Linked DNA regions of Rattus norvegicus: region 1 is linked to region 2. Evidence: chromatin contacts called from public Hi-C data. All regions are on one chromosome and are shown on one strand. The core of a region is the stretch at or near the end of the contact, and the rest is flanking DNA. Distances in the headings are between cores, read along the strand shown. Region 1 holds the start of Gtpbp8 (GTP-binding protein 8 (putative)). Region 2 holds the start of Ccdc80 (coiled-coil domain containing 80).

Region 1 (6,738 bases), core at 791-3,290, 230 kb before region 2:
CGTGCTGAAAAAACATTTGTCCTATCATACAGACTCTTATAACTCCCAGATTGAAAGCCTGACATTCATCATCTGCAGACTAGTGTTTCCATAAACCAAGATGTTTTGCAAAGATAAACTATGGCTACTTGTGCTTCTGCATTTGTGACACACTTAGGAATCAGAAAAGGAAAGTTGAACAAACTAAAGTCAACTCTTGGATCAAAGGAGAGGGCTTTTTTATAAATGATTAGGCTCTTGGTTGGCTTAATGTCTGTTAGAAAGTGGTTTTGGAATTGTGTATTTGAAAATGAAAAGAATACACCTTCTCTCTCATTCTCTTCTATAAGAATGAAGTTCATTCTATTTAGAATTCACCGTTTAGCTGTCTTATCTGCTGAGGAAGAACAGGGGTGAAGAATGGAATCCTTAGTGATGAAGCCAGACATCCCACTACATGCGGTGGGGAGCAAAAAGCTAGCTTTGTGAAAGGGCTTAAACTTTCCCCGGGGGGGTGGGGGGTAGGCAGTGAGCATCACAGCTCGTGGAAGTGTTTCCTCAGACAGACACTATGGTAGGGCCAGGGGTGAGTTTTGAGAAAAGGTTCTTTTAGATACCAGTTGACTGCATCATTGAAAAGGAAGTAGAAGGAAGGAGAAAATAGCAGAAGCCCAGTCAAGCAGAGTTATCTGTGAAGAAAGGCACAGCATGGCCCTGGGTAAAAGAATGCACACATCTGGAATATATACAAGAATGTATGAGTGCATGAATGGAGAAAATATACAAGATTACGGAGGAAAAAGCAACTTAAACCCTTTTTACCCCATAACCAATGTAGAACTACACCCTCATTATAGAAGGCATCAGAAAATACTTAAAGCAATAAAATACTTAACTTGGCAACTAAGGAAAATTTTAGACAAAGGATGCTTTCCTTTAGCTACTGGCAAGACTACTAAAGTCAATTCAGCTGTCCATACTTTTTGCAGAAAATATACAGGCACTAATAATTACATGCTTAAAAAAAATCTTTTCTCTAGGAATTTAGCAATTATGATCTCTTGCACCTGCCAATACTTAGGTCTCATTTTATAAATTCAAGAGATACCCAGCATACCGGTTTTTTTGAGATCCTGACTTCTACATCAGGGGCCATGGAAAATAAGGCCTTTATCAAAGAGGATTTTCCAACATTGCTTCGGCCTATGAAACACACCTAGTATGAGAAGGAGGAAAGGAGAATGGAGTACTTAGTATTCTCAAAACTGAATAGTGGTTTATTTATTAAATGTATTTTCAGGGTTGGAGAGATGGCCCAGTGGTTAGGTGCACTTGCTACTATAGGATTGGAGTCCCAGTCTACATGGCTGCTCACAACTGCCTGAAACAGTTGTTCCAACGGGCTCTGATGTCCTTTTCTGTCTTCTGAGGGCAACAGGCAAGCCATGTGGTGCACAGACATACATGCACGCAAAACACACATAAACCAAAATAAAAATAAAAAAGCACGGGCTGGTCTTCCAGAACACCGGAGTTCGATTCCCAGTACCCACATTGGGGCTCACTGCGGTCCTCCACCGGCACCGCACACACGCGGTGCATCCACACTGAGTGCTTTCTTTTGCTTTTGAAAAGCTTTCTGGTGACGGGAAAAGAGCGCAAGCGAACTCAAGCTCTCGCACCTACAGTAGACAAGCCGGTCAATCTCACCTCCGGCTGCCGCAAACTCGGGGCGTGGTCTAGGCGGACGGCGGAGCTGAGGTACTCAATGCGGTTCCGGACCGTGGCGGCGAAGACGCTCTCCGCCCTCCCGATGTCCTCCAGGCTCGGGTCGAAGAGTCTCTGTTCGATGAGGCCAGGCCTAGAGTCCGTGACGAGGTGCTGCTCCAGTTCCCGCAGCGGGTACACTACTTTCCTTAGCTGTTTCTGTGGCATCCTTAGTACTTCAGCGAAGGCAGGGGACGTGCTGTAAACCCCGGGCCAAGGCCCAAATGCCGACGCTATCTCAAGGAGCCTTCCCGTTCTATGCCATAACCTAGTAGCCGCCATTTTTTTTTCTCCCAGAATCCTCGCGACTGGATTTTATTCGTAGGACCTGGACAGCACAAGAGAGAAATCTCACTGCCGCGGCGCCTGCTGGGAATTGTAGTTTTCTAGGGCCTTCTTGCCTGTTCAAGCTTCTCATCACCTCTGATAGAAAGGGGAAAACCCATTGACTTTTTTTTTTTAACACCTTGTCCTTACCAACTATGTATCAGATTGGTGTGTTCTGGTCTTCAGCGGTTTCCGGATTCGGAAAACCTACCTTGTCCTGTGATCTTTGAGTCTCAAGGGAAGGAGCCATAGTGACAAACTCTAGTGGATTCCAACCCCCGTTTTGTCTTCTGTTTCCGGTCGTTTTATTGCTGATTGACATTTATCATAAGTTCACATAACTGAGAAAAACATGTTTGCAAAAATTAAATGAGCAGGTGAGAAATGTGGTTGGAATAGCAACTTGTTTTCAGAGAAGGGACTGTATCTCTCTGGCAGGCACAGCATTGGAGCTGCAGTTGAGAACGGACAAAGATCCATAAACCAGAAACAGAATTGGGAACAGCAGGAGGCCCTTGAAGCCTCAAAATACACACCACCCACCCAACACAGCCACACCTTCTAAGCCTACAAGGCCCTACCTTCCAATCCTTTCCAAACAGTTCCCCAAACTGGGGAGCAAGTATTCAAACATACAAACACATGGGGGGCCATTGTCATTCAAGCCACCGCAAACATTTAATCATTCTGCGCTCTGTCACTCCATTATTTTTTTTAAAGCATCTGCATATACCAGGCACATAAACCTTAGAGTCAACATATACTGTATTTTCCGCAGGCTCTAGTGATCAAACTCTTCCCTAATCTCTAGTGTAGGCAGAAGATCTAAGATTAGACACTTATAGCAGACCTGCTAGGGAGAGGATAGAAAACTAGAAGAAGGAGGGGCTTAAGAGAGCTAACCCCATTAGAATTGCCACAGGAGTTATAAAGAGCACAGATAATTGTGAAAATTCAGGAACATCAAGCCAAAATCAGTATTGGAGAAGATCACATCTGTTGGGATCTTGTAGGGTTCCAGGAATAACTCTAAACCTGATTGGCATCATCTTGGTTCCTGGTGTTTTGTCCATAGGAAGGAGATATTAGGAGTCAGAGTCTAGTTTCTTACATCAGAGGTTTGTCTGGGCTAAGAATGAGAAGAGAATTTAGTCCTAGTGAGGAAACACAGTATAAATTAGAAAGACATATGTATGCGCAATATAACAATGTCCAAAATGGAGTTCTTAATGTCCCCCCACCCCCGCCGTTCTGTTGTTTTTGCATTCATTCGCATCACAGTAAATAACAACTGTACCCTTTCGATTGATCCAGTCAAACTTTACAGACTTTCTTGAGGGGAAAAAAAATCTTGATTTCTTTCCTTGTACCCTACAGTTACCCGCTAGCCGTCTCGCTTATTTAAATCGTCAACACACCCTACATTTGAGACTTTAGCATATCCACTATTAGTGAGGAGACTGAGTTAGCCAGAGCTGGGATGACTCCATGACAGGCTGTAAACTGGCAGTTGGGGAGACTAGGCCTGTTTCTGTTTCCCAGAAATGAGAACCCAGATTCAGGAACCCATGGTCAGCCAACCACAGTGCAGACAGGCAATCCAAGGATGTCTTACCACCCTGGAAAGTCCCTAGAGCCCTAACCAATCACAAAGGACTCATATTCCTGGAGAGAGAGCCAACTAATCGAGAAAAAAAAAAGAAAGATAAAAGACACTCCCACTCTAACAGGGCTTTAAATTGACCCTGCAGAGTACACACTGGGGTCTCCATTCCTAAATGGGGAGGCCCTTGTATGCCGAATTTTGCTGAATAAACACTCTTTGCGGTTGCATAATATTTGAGTCTGGGGTATCATCCTTTGGCGATTCTCGGACCGTAACATTAACATCGTGTTCCCAGTCCCACTTCTCTCACCTAGATAATTGCTATAGCTTCCGAAATCTTGTTGTGTAACATTGCCTGTTGCTCCTTTAGGTATCTCCCTGACGTAACAGCACACATGATCCCGTTACAGTAAGAGTGAAAACCTGCAGTACCTTCTAGTCTCAAAGAACAGTCAAAGTTCTCCCACGAATGTAAGGAGCACATGTGCCCCTGTGTTGCTGCATTTGCTTGTCTGGAATGCTTCCTTCCAGATGTTATAAACGTCTTGTTTTCTTTACTAGTTGAACCGTTTGTGGTCATCCTTCAGAAAAAAAGTGGCTTTGGTTTTGAGAACTGAAGAATTAGTTCACCAGAGAGTTAACACATGAAAAAAATTTAGTATGATGTAGACAGGTACTACATGTTTTGCATATAATCCTTAGAGACGTTTGTTCGTTTGGTTTGGTTTGCTTTTGAGGCAGAGTCTATTACATAGGTTAGACTGGCCTCAAATTCATGATCATTCTGTCTCAGCTTTTTGAGTGACGCACTACCACACCCAGATTTAGAGCTAAGATTTTTCACTAAAATTCAAGTGACTGAAATGCTGTGACAATACTCTGCTGAGCTTAGCTGAGGACAGGAAGAAGATTGGTAGATCAGTGAAGAGATTTTTGCCATTCTTACAGATCATCACAGTTTTTTTTTCCATTGTAGTCTGTCTCTGAAATGAATGGCTGTTTGGTTCTGAATGATCTTGAGCTCTGTAAATCCAGTAGGTATCAAGTTTAGGGATTCCATCTAATCCAAGAAGAAGAAGAAGGTAAGCATTGTAAGGCTGAGACAGGTAAAGAGAATCGTGGATGTCAGAGAGTCTTCGAGTACATAACCCACACAGATCAACTCTTATCCTTGTTTAGACACACCATACTTTGAATGCCTGGATAGAAGTAAGAATAGAGAACCTGGGAAAACTTGCTTTTGGATACTGGGGGAGGTAATGGACTAGTACTCAGTGATTGTTTTTACAAGCGGTCCTTCCTTACCTTCACTTTCCCCTTCTTTACAATAGTAATCACAATGTACTTGTTAAGCACTAAGCATGGTGCTGGTATGTGGAATGGTAGCATTTGGGAGGTGGAGTGAGGAGGACCAGAAGTTAAAGACCATTTTAAACTACCTACGAAATTTGAGGTCAGCCTGGACTATATAGAGCCTATCTCAAAATTTTATTGAATGTCTCAAAAACATTATTGAATGCTTTCTAGAAAAGGAGTTGATTCGAGTATCAAGGGGGTATTATATGATGAGTGACATGGAGAAACTCACACACATAAATTGCTTGACTTGTAATAACAACTGTCAGAATAAATTATTTAAGTTTAATGTTTTTATTTTCATTGGTACCTGTGCCATGTATGTATGGATTTCAGCAGAGATCAGAAAAGAGTGTTGGGTCCTGGAACTGGAGTTACAGGAAATTGCGAATGTCTCAACATGGGTGCTGGGAGGCAAATCCAGGTCCTTTGGATGACCAGCAAGTGCTCTTTAACCACGGGGCTATCTCTTCAGGGCAGTTAAATTTTTCTTTAATTATATTTTAAATTCTATGTGCCACTTTCCTATGAAGCCATTATATAAGCTATAACTCAGCACACTGACTCAGGTTTGTGATTCCAATATCTGCCACATGTTGCATCATGATTCTACCTAACTTTTTCCTATGGGTACAGGATATATGTGAGAACCACTACATATCATCTTGAAGAAATAACAAACATATTTTCCATAACCATCTTGGGTGGTTTTCCAAATCATTGAATTTCATTTATATCTATCTATACATATTAATTTCATATATCTCATTAATGTTCCTTTAGAGAATGTCTTCAAAGAATTGTATGTTGTTTTTGTTGTTCTTTTTTTCTCTCTATGAAGTCTTTTTGAGCTTCCTTTAAGATTGTATCTGCCGTGCTGACAAATTTCTCTAACGAGATCTGGAGATTAAATATCAAATACTAGGCATGTAGGAGGTGAGTTCTTAGAATGATTTGGGTTCTGGAAAAGAAATAAAAAAATGTTTCCATCAAGATTTTTTTTCAATCAATAGCAGACAAGTTGCTTTAGATAATAGTTTCCGATTGTTAATTGTTTATGCTCATTCTAATCATACTAATGTTACTATTTTGGAACTCTTAGCCATAGTCTTGGCTTTTGTATCAGTAAAAGATGTGTGTGTGTGTGTGTGTGTGTGTGTGTGTGTGTGTGTAGTAATAGTAGTAGTAGTAGTAATGATTGAAAAAAAATGAATTTTCCCCGTTCCAATTGATGAATTTATTAGCATTCTAAACATCCTAAACTGTATTACTTATTAGACAAAGTTTCTTTGGTGGACAATACTTGGCAGTAGACTTCCGTAGAAGTATGAATGAGAATGGCTCCCTAGGCTCAGATATTTGAGTACGTGGTCCCCAGCTGGTGGGACTCTTTGGAAAGGATTAGGAGGTATGGCATTGTCACAGGCGTGCCACAGTGGGTGGACTATGAGGTTTCAGAAGCCCATGCGATTCCCAGTTCGCTCTCTCTGCATCATGCTATTGCTCCAGTGCCACATCTGTCTGTCTGCTGCCATGCTGTCTGCCATGATGATGGTAGACTCCAGCGTCTGAAACGGTAAGTCTGCAATTCATCCTTTCTTCTGTAAGTTGCTTTGGCCATGGTGCCTCAGCATGGAGAGTGATCAATAGAATCTCTAAGCTGCACCCCATTACTTTACCGATATGAACAGCACAGTCTGCGA
Region 2 (6,286 bases), core at 3,628-6,127:
ATAAAATATATTGAAATTTATCCATCCCCTTTTCTCCCTTAAATTCCTCCCATGAAGCTGCCTTGATTTATCTTAAAAATAATGACCTCTTTTTCTTTAATTTTTATTACATATGTAGGCATATCACATACACAAACACACACACAAAGTTATATAAATACAATCTTCTCAATTCACTTAGTGCTAACAGTGTCTAGGAGGTCAGAGCTGAGCACTTGTACAATCATCCTTGGGAAAGACCATCTCTGCTGACCTACTGATCCTGGTTGCCTATAGTTCTTTACCTAAGGGTCAGGTGCCATGAGATTCCCCCTTTCATATCACCATGTCTATTTGGTGGTGTAGTTCTTCAGGTCTTCTTTGGCAGCCTTTTGTCTTGTTTTGTTTTTTGAAAAAGCACACACACTGTTTTCAAGTTTAACTTACTTATGTGGCATTTGGTTGGTAGTTTGAGATCAATTTCAAGTATTTCTTTGTTTTGGGGTTATCTTTTCTGGGAACCTTTCTGGGCTTCCTCAGCATCCTGAGTTAATGGTCATGGTGGGGTTCCCCCTTTAACCTTCCTCTCTTTTTGTTTTCCCTTTATCTCCTCCTTTACTTCGAATATCGAGAGAGGAGAGTTCATTTGCATGCTGAAGAGCACAATTGTGGCTGAAGAAGAAGAAGGTCTGATTGAAGTCTGAGAATGGAAAGAGAAACCACAGCCATGTGTGCTGTGTGACTGCTCAGTATGAACCTCAAGGTATGACCAAATAGCTCTGCTAGGCTTCCTGTTGGTGAGAAGGGAGTCCCAGAGCAGGGAAGGTGGCTTTCCTGTCCTGTGACATTGATGCACTGGGTTACCTTTTTCCCTTTGCGCCCTGTCCCATAACGTTGAGATGTTCGGTTATTTTCTTCCCTCTTTGCTTCTTGTTTCCTTCTAAGCAAATGATTTTCCAGGCAAGAGAAGAGTGCTTTGAATTCAGGTCAGTGACATCTATTGAATGTTACTTTGTGCAAGAGAGCTCTCTGCAGGTGATGGGAAACCTGGGTTCTCTGGTCTGCCTGGGACAGAACATTTCTATGAATGTGGGTTCAACCAGCTAGGAGCCTCCTTTCTGGGTGCCTTTCTCTTTGTACCCACATCCATTTTCATTAGACAACCACATCTGTCTTAATTAGGGTTTCATTGCTGTAAAGAAACAACGTGACCATGGCAACTCTTATAAAGAAAATCATTTAATTGGAGCTGGCTTAAAATTTCAGAGGTTTAACCCATTATTGTCATGGCAAGAGGCCTGGGGCCACGCAGGCAGACATGGTGCTTGAGGAGCTGAGAGTTCTACATCTGAGTCTGCAGGCAGCAGGAAGATACTGAGACTCTTCCAACAATGCCACCCCTACTCCAAAAAGGCCACACCTCTGACAGTGCTGCTCCCTATGAGCTTATGGGAACCATATTCTCTCAAACCACCACAACCTCCTTCCCTCATTTCTCTAAAGCAATCCTCAAACCTTTTCCTTCCCTCCTATTCAATTACTATGCAACCAAACCAGGTAGTTTCCTGTCACAAAATCTCTAAGCTGGCATTTATAACTTCTATTCTTGGTGGAGGCACGGAGAGTGCACATCTTTAATTCCAGTCCTTGGGAGGCAGAGGTAAGCACATCTCTGTAAGTTCGAGGCCAGTCTGGTCTGTGCATGAATTCCAGGACAGCTAGGGTTTTGCAAGGAGATCCTGTCTCAAAAGACCAACCACAAACTCAAATGATCCTCCTAAATGAATCTATGTATAGTTTTCCCTTTGGCTGTGTAGACATCTCTCAGTCCTAGTATCTCCTGTGGATCTGCCCATCCCTAAACAATTCTTTCTTAGGTTGCAGGATAAAGGACTGATCTAAATGAGAAACTTTCAAAACTAGAAATTCAGATCCTCCTAAACCACAAATCATTTTAGGTCTCCCCATAAAGGGGTAGATGCAAATTTGTTCTTTAAATCGTTCTTCCTAGAGGCCTGCATCCCAGACATCACCGAATAGCTATTCTGAGGTCTCAGTTAGGGTTTCAACAGCAAGATATTAAAGTGAGCAAGCAGGAGAAATCCCAATTGGGCCCTGAGTGGAGCAGATGCTGAAAGGTCTGTTTCTGCTCGTGTGCTTAGTGCGCCACCTACTGACACAATGTCGGAGACGGAAGGAGAGCCTGAGGTACCAGGAAGAGAAAGGCAGCTCAGAGTTTTGGTGGCTTTCCCTATGGATGCTGCCAGCTTGCTTTCATAACTACCTCAGCTTTACTTCCCCACGGAGCACGGATTGTCCAATGTTGTTCACATGGTTTGGGAGGGTTCGTGGAATACTCGCATGCATGCGTGCACAATGCCTGGTGACTACAGAAGTCAGAAAGATCCACATTGCCAGGAACTGTAGCTTTGGATGACTGTGGGCCACCATGTGGTGTTGGAAATCAAATCCAGGTCCTCTTCAAAATACAAGATTAAGGAAGTAGGATGAGATGTTCAAGGATCTACTGAGAAAGGCAAAAGCTGAGTTGACCAATTGTTTCTGAAAGCATTGTTCTGGTTGAACAAAACAATGAGAGATTCTTTTATGAAAATGGAAACCACAAAGAAACTGAGAGTGTATTTTAAAAAAGGAAGAATGTGGGCAGAAAATGGAAAACAAAGGCAGGAAACCCCGATGTGGGACACCATGTCTGAACGTCAGCATCACATCCACTTAATCATTTGTGTGGTAACAAGAAATGTATTGAAACATCCCAAGCCTCTGCCAAGCCTTAATTGGGGAGGGAAGTCATCCTATTACCTCCCAGGTATGTACATCCTTCCTGCCTGGTGGTATCCTGTGCACTCTGAACAATGAGATAAGAGTGCTACATCCAACACCACCCACAGGAATTTCCTTACCTCTCTGCTCAGAGCTTTATGTGCAGGGAAGGCGCATGGAACTGGGAAAGATGGAGCCGATTGAGGGGTGGATGGAACTGGGGGTGAGGTTTTCACCCATTGAGAGAAGCCATTTGTCTGGCTTAGTTCACGGGTCTTCGTTGGATCCTGGTTGCCACTGTTGTGGACAGTTAACAGTAATTGGGAGAGGGTGGGAGGAATGCCCATGGGACCTGAGATGTCTTCTCTTCTCCCCTGAAGCTGAGTTCTCATGGCAGACCCAGAAGGTGGGTGGGAAAGCTGCCACAGTCTCTCCCATAGAGCCTGATACAACTTTTTCTTTGTGTGAGTGTGTTTGTGTGGGTGTGTGTCTTATGTGTGTCTGTGCATATTCACCTGTGTGCACGCATAGCAGGGAGTGGAGCTCAGATGCTGACACCTCCTCAGTCACTCTCTACCTTATTTGTTTAATGTGTATGAAAGCTTTTCCTTTGTGTGTGTGTGTGTGTGTGTGTGTGTGTGTGTGTGTGTGTGCGCGCGCGCACAATGCCTGGTGACTACAGAAGTCAGAAAGATCCACATTGCCAGGAACTGTAGCTTTGGATGACTGTGGGCCACCATGTGGTGTTAGAAATCAAATCCAGGTCCTCTTCAAAAGACCACTAATGCTCTTAACCAGTGAGTCTAACTAGCCCCTCCACCTTACTTTTTTGAGGCAGGGGCTTTCACTGAACCTGAAGCTTGTTGATTCAGCTAGACAGGCTGGGCAGTGAGTTCCAGGGATCCACCTGCCTCTGCTTCTTTTCCCCAGTGGTGGGGTTACAGCCTCGGTGCCCAGTTTTTATGTAAGTGCTGGGGATTCAGGTTCTCATGCTCAAGAAGCAAACACTTTACCAGCTGAGCCATCTCCCCACCCAGGCATACAAGCCACTTCTAGGGCCTGACTAAGGATTTTAGATTCCTAAAGTATCTGGGGAGCTGAATAATATAACACACACACACACACACACACACACACACACACACAGAGAGAGAGAGAGAGAGAGAGAGAGAGAGAGAGAGAAGCTGTGAACCAGAATGCCCATTCTCTGATGTAATGTCCAACTTCAGTCTCAGGAGACAGCAGCCTTTGCCTGCATTGCTAACCTTTTACCAGCTTCCACCCATCCCAAGGAGAAATACATCCCAAGAACACAGTAACTCGAGCCCCAATTAGCATAATATAGAGACAACTTAGTCATGTTTTCCATGGGCTTTTCCAACCCCAAAACTCAAAGCGTGAAACAGGCAGAAAGAGATAAGAATACACAGGTGGAACTATGAATAGATGCGTACTGCCTCCGTGTGCAACACCAATTTCTGTGGCCCAAATGAGTGGCTGTTGCTAGGAGACCCAGTCAGGTGGAGCAATGTCCTCACATTTCCCCCGTTCAAACTTGAGAGCGTGAGAGTCCACAGGGAAAGAAGGCCCCGCCCCATGGCTCGGTACGGAAGGGGTTAAGTCCTCGTCGGTCATCCTATTCTGAAGTGATTTACGGTGATGTGTAGAGTTTCAAAACTTTTCCCAGCCTAAGTACAACCCTCTCCTTCCTCGCCAGGTTCACGGACTCTCCGTGCACTGAAGAGGGGGGGAAGGAGGCGTGTTTTGCTGATCTGTTAAATTCTTAGTGAATTTTTCTCCATTTCCAGTGGCTGCTGTTGTTTGAGTTTGGTTTGGAGCAAACCTGAAGTAGCCCTGACATGTCTGGGATGGAATCCAGATGAGGAAGAAATAGAAGGAGAAGGGGGGGGGGGGAAGGAGAAAAGAAGGTGGGGAGAAATAAAAGGAGGAGAGACGGAAGGAAAGGGGGAAATTGTCCCCTTTTCACGTTCACACTCCTCTGTTTTCCCTCAGCCTGGAAAACATATTAATCCCAGTGTTTTTAAGCTCGGAAACAAAGGGGCTCAGCCAGGCTGCGGGAGGGGAAGGGTGATAAGAAGTTCTGGGAACTCCAGAGAAGGGAAGAGCGAGCTTCAGAACTCACCAGGACTTCACTTTTAGGAAAAACCTTGTGGCAGCCAAGGACCGGCACACACAGATCCAGGAGGAACTGCAGACAAATGGAGATACAAACAGTCCCAGGGACAGCAACAGTCACCCCATCCCACTGGACCAGAAGGTAAAAGACAGCCAGAAAGAGGAATCAGCCCAGACTGGCCTCCCTGGGGCCGCTTTGCAGACAGGAACCCAGCATACCCTTTTGTATTGCTCACCCTCCACAAGGAGACTGAGGGCAGGAAGGAGAAACGATCTCACCTAGGAAACTGTCCTCGGGACCAACCTTCAAGTTTCTTTTAAAAGCCTCTGCACGCCATCTCCATGAACCACTGTGTAAGTGTGCAAACTTTGCTCTCTGGTGTTTGTCTCTTGTTGCTTGCACGAAGTGTGAATGTGCTCATAATGTGAATGCTCCGTTTACACGGTCTCTGGTGCATCCGGAGCACAGCCTAGGCAGAGCAGGCATGCCTCAAGCCGGCTGCCTGGGAAGCAAAGGGGGATTTCCTGCTTAACGACTGCCTCTGCTAAGCACTGACAATCACAGCAGCGTGAGAGAAGCTCTCATTCCCTTTTCTCTCCTCCGCGTTCCCTCCTTTTTCTTCTTTACCCCCTGTCCTTCTCCTTAGCCAGGAAAGAGAGAGAGAGAGAGAGAGAGAGAGAGAGAGAGAGAGAGAATGCCCAACTCTGTTTGCAATTAATGATTTTTTCTTTTCTTTTTCTCCCTTCTCATTTTATTTTATTTTTATTTTTGTATTATGCTCCCTCTACTTCCCCAAGTGGATAACACAATGACGTGGAAAATGGGACCCCACTTCACCATGCTCTTGGCCATGTGGCTGGTGTGTGGATCAGCATCTCAGTCTTCTGCCTTGGATAGCGATGGCCGCCCAGGAAGGAAAGTACCTTTGGCTTCTCCAATCAGCAGTAGGTCAGCTCGATATCTGAGGCACACTGGGAGGTCTGGTGGAGTTGAGAAATCCACTCAGGAAGAACCAAATCCTCAGTCTTTCCAAAGGAGGAAGAGTGTACCAGTGTTGAGATTAGCTCACCCGACTGTGAGACCGCCCCCCTCAGGTATCAATGGAGCCCCAGTCAGACCTGAGTTGAAACCCATAGCTAGGGGCTCCGCGAGTGAGATGGTCCGAGATGAGGGGTCCTCTGCTCGGACAAGAATGTTGCGATTCCCCTCTGGATCCAGTTCTCCCAATATCCTGGCCAGCTTTGCAGGAAAGAACAGGGTGTGGGTCATCTCAGCCCCTCATGCCTCAGAGGGTTACTACCGCCTCATGATGAGCCTCCTGAAGGATGATGTGTACTGTGAGCTGGCAGAAAGGCACATTCAACAGATTGTGCTGTTCCACCAGGC

The links. A called contact is a pair of places that touch in the nucleus more often than the background predicts.
Region 1: a contact with region 2 is called in a Hi-C map of the A7r5 cell line, with 5 times the contacts expected there. The contact joins the promoter of Gtpbp8 here to the promoter of Ccdc80 in region 2. A contact is called at or near these places in 4 of 12 Hi-C or Micro-C datasets (the A7r5 cell line, the Rat2 cell line, hepatocytes and 1 more).

Annotation. Positions count from the first base shown.
Region 1 is chr11:69,447,103-69,453,840 of GRCr8, reverse strand. Gtpbp8 (GTP-binding protein 8 (putative)) reads right to left here and starts at 2,040. Exons shown (of 6, transcript NM_001025015.1): 1 at 1,690-2,040; 2 at 1,097-1,195. The coding sequence starts at 2,028.
Region 2 is chr11:69,223,435-69,229,720 of GRCr8, reverse strand. Ccdc80 (coiled-coil domain containing 80) reads left to right here and starts at 4,877. Exons shown (of 8, transcript NM_022543.2): 1 at 4,877-5,253; 2 at 5,698-6,286. The coding sequence starts at 5,709.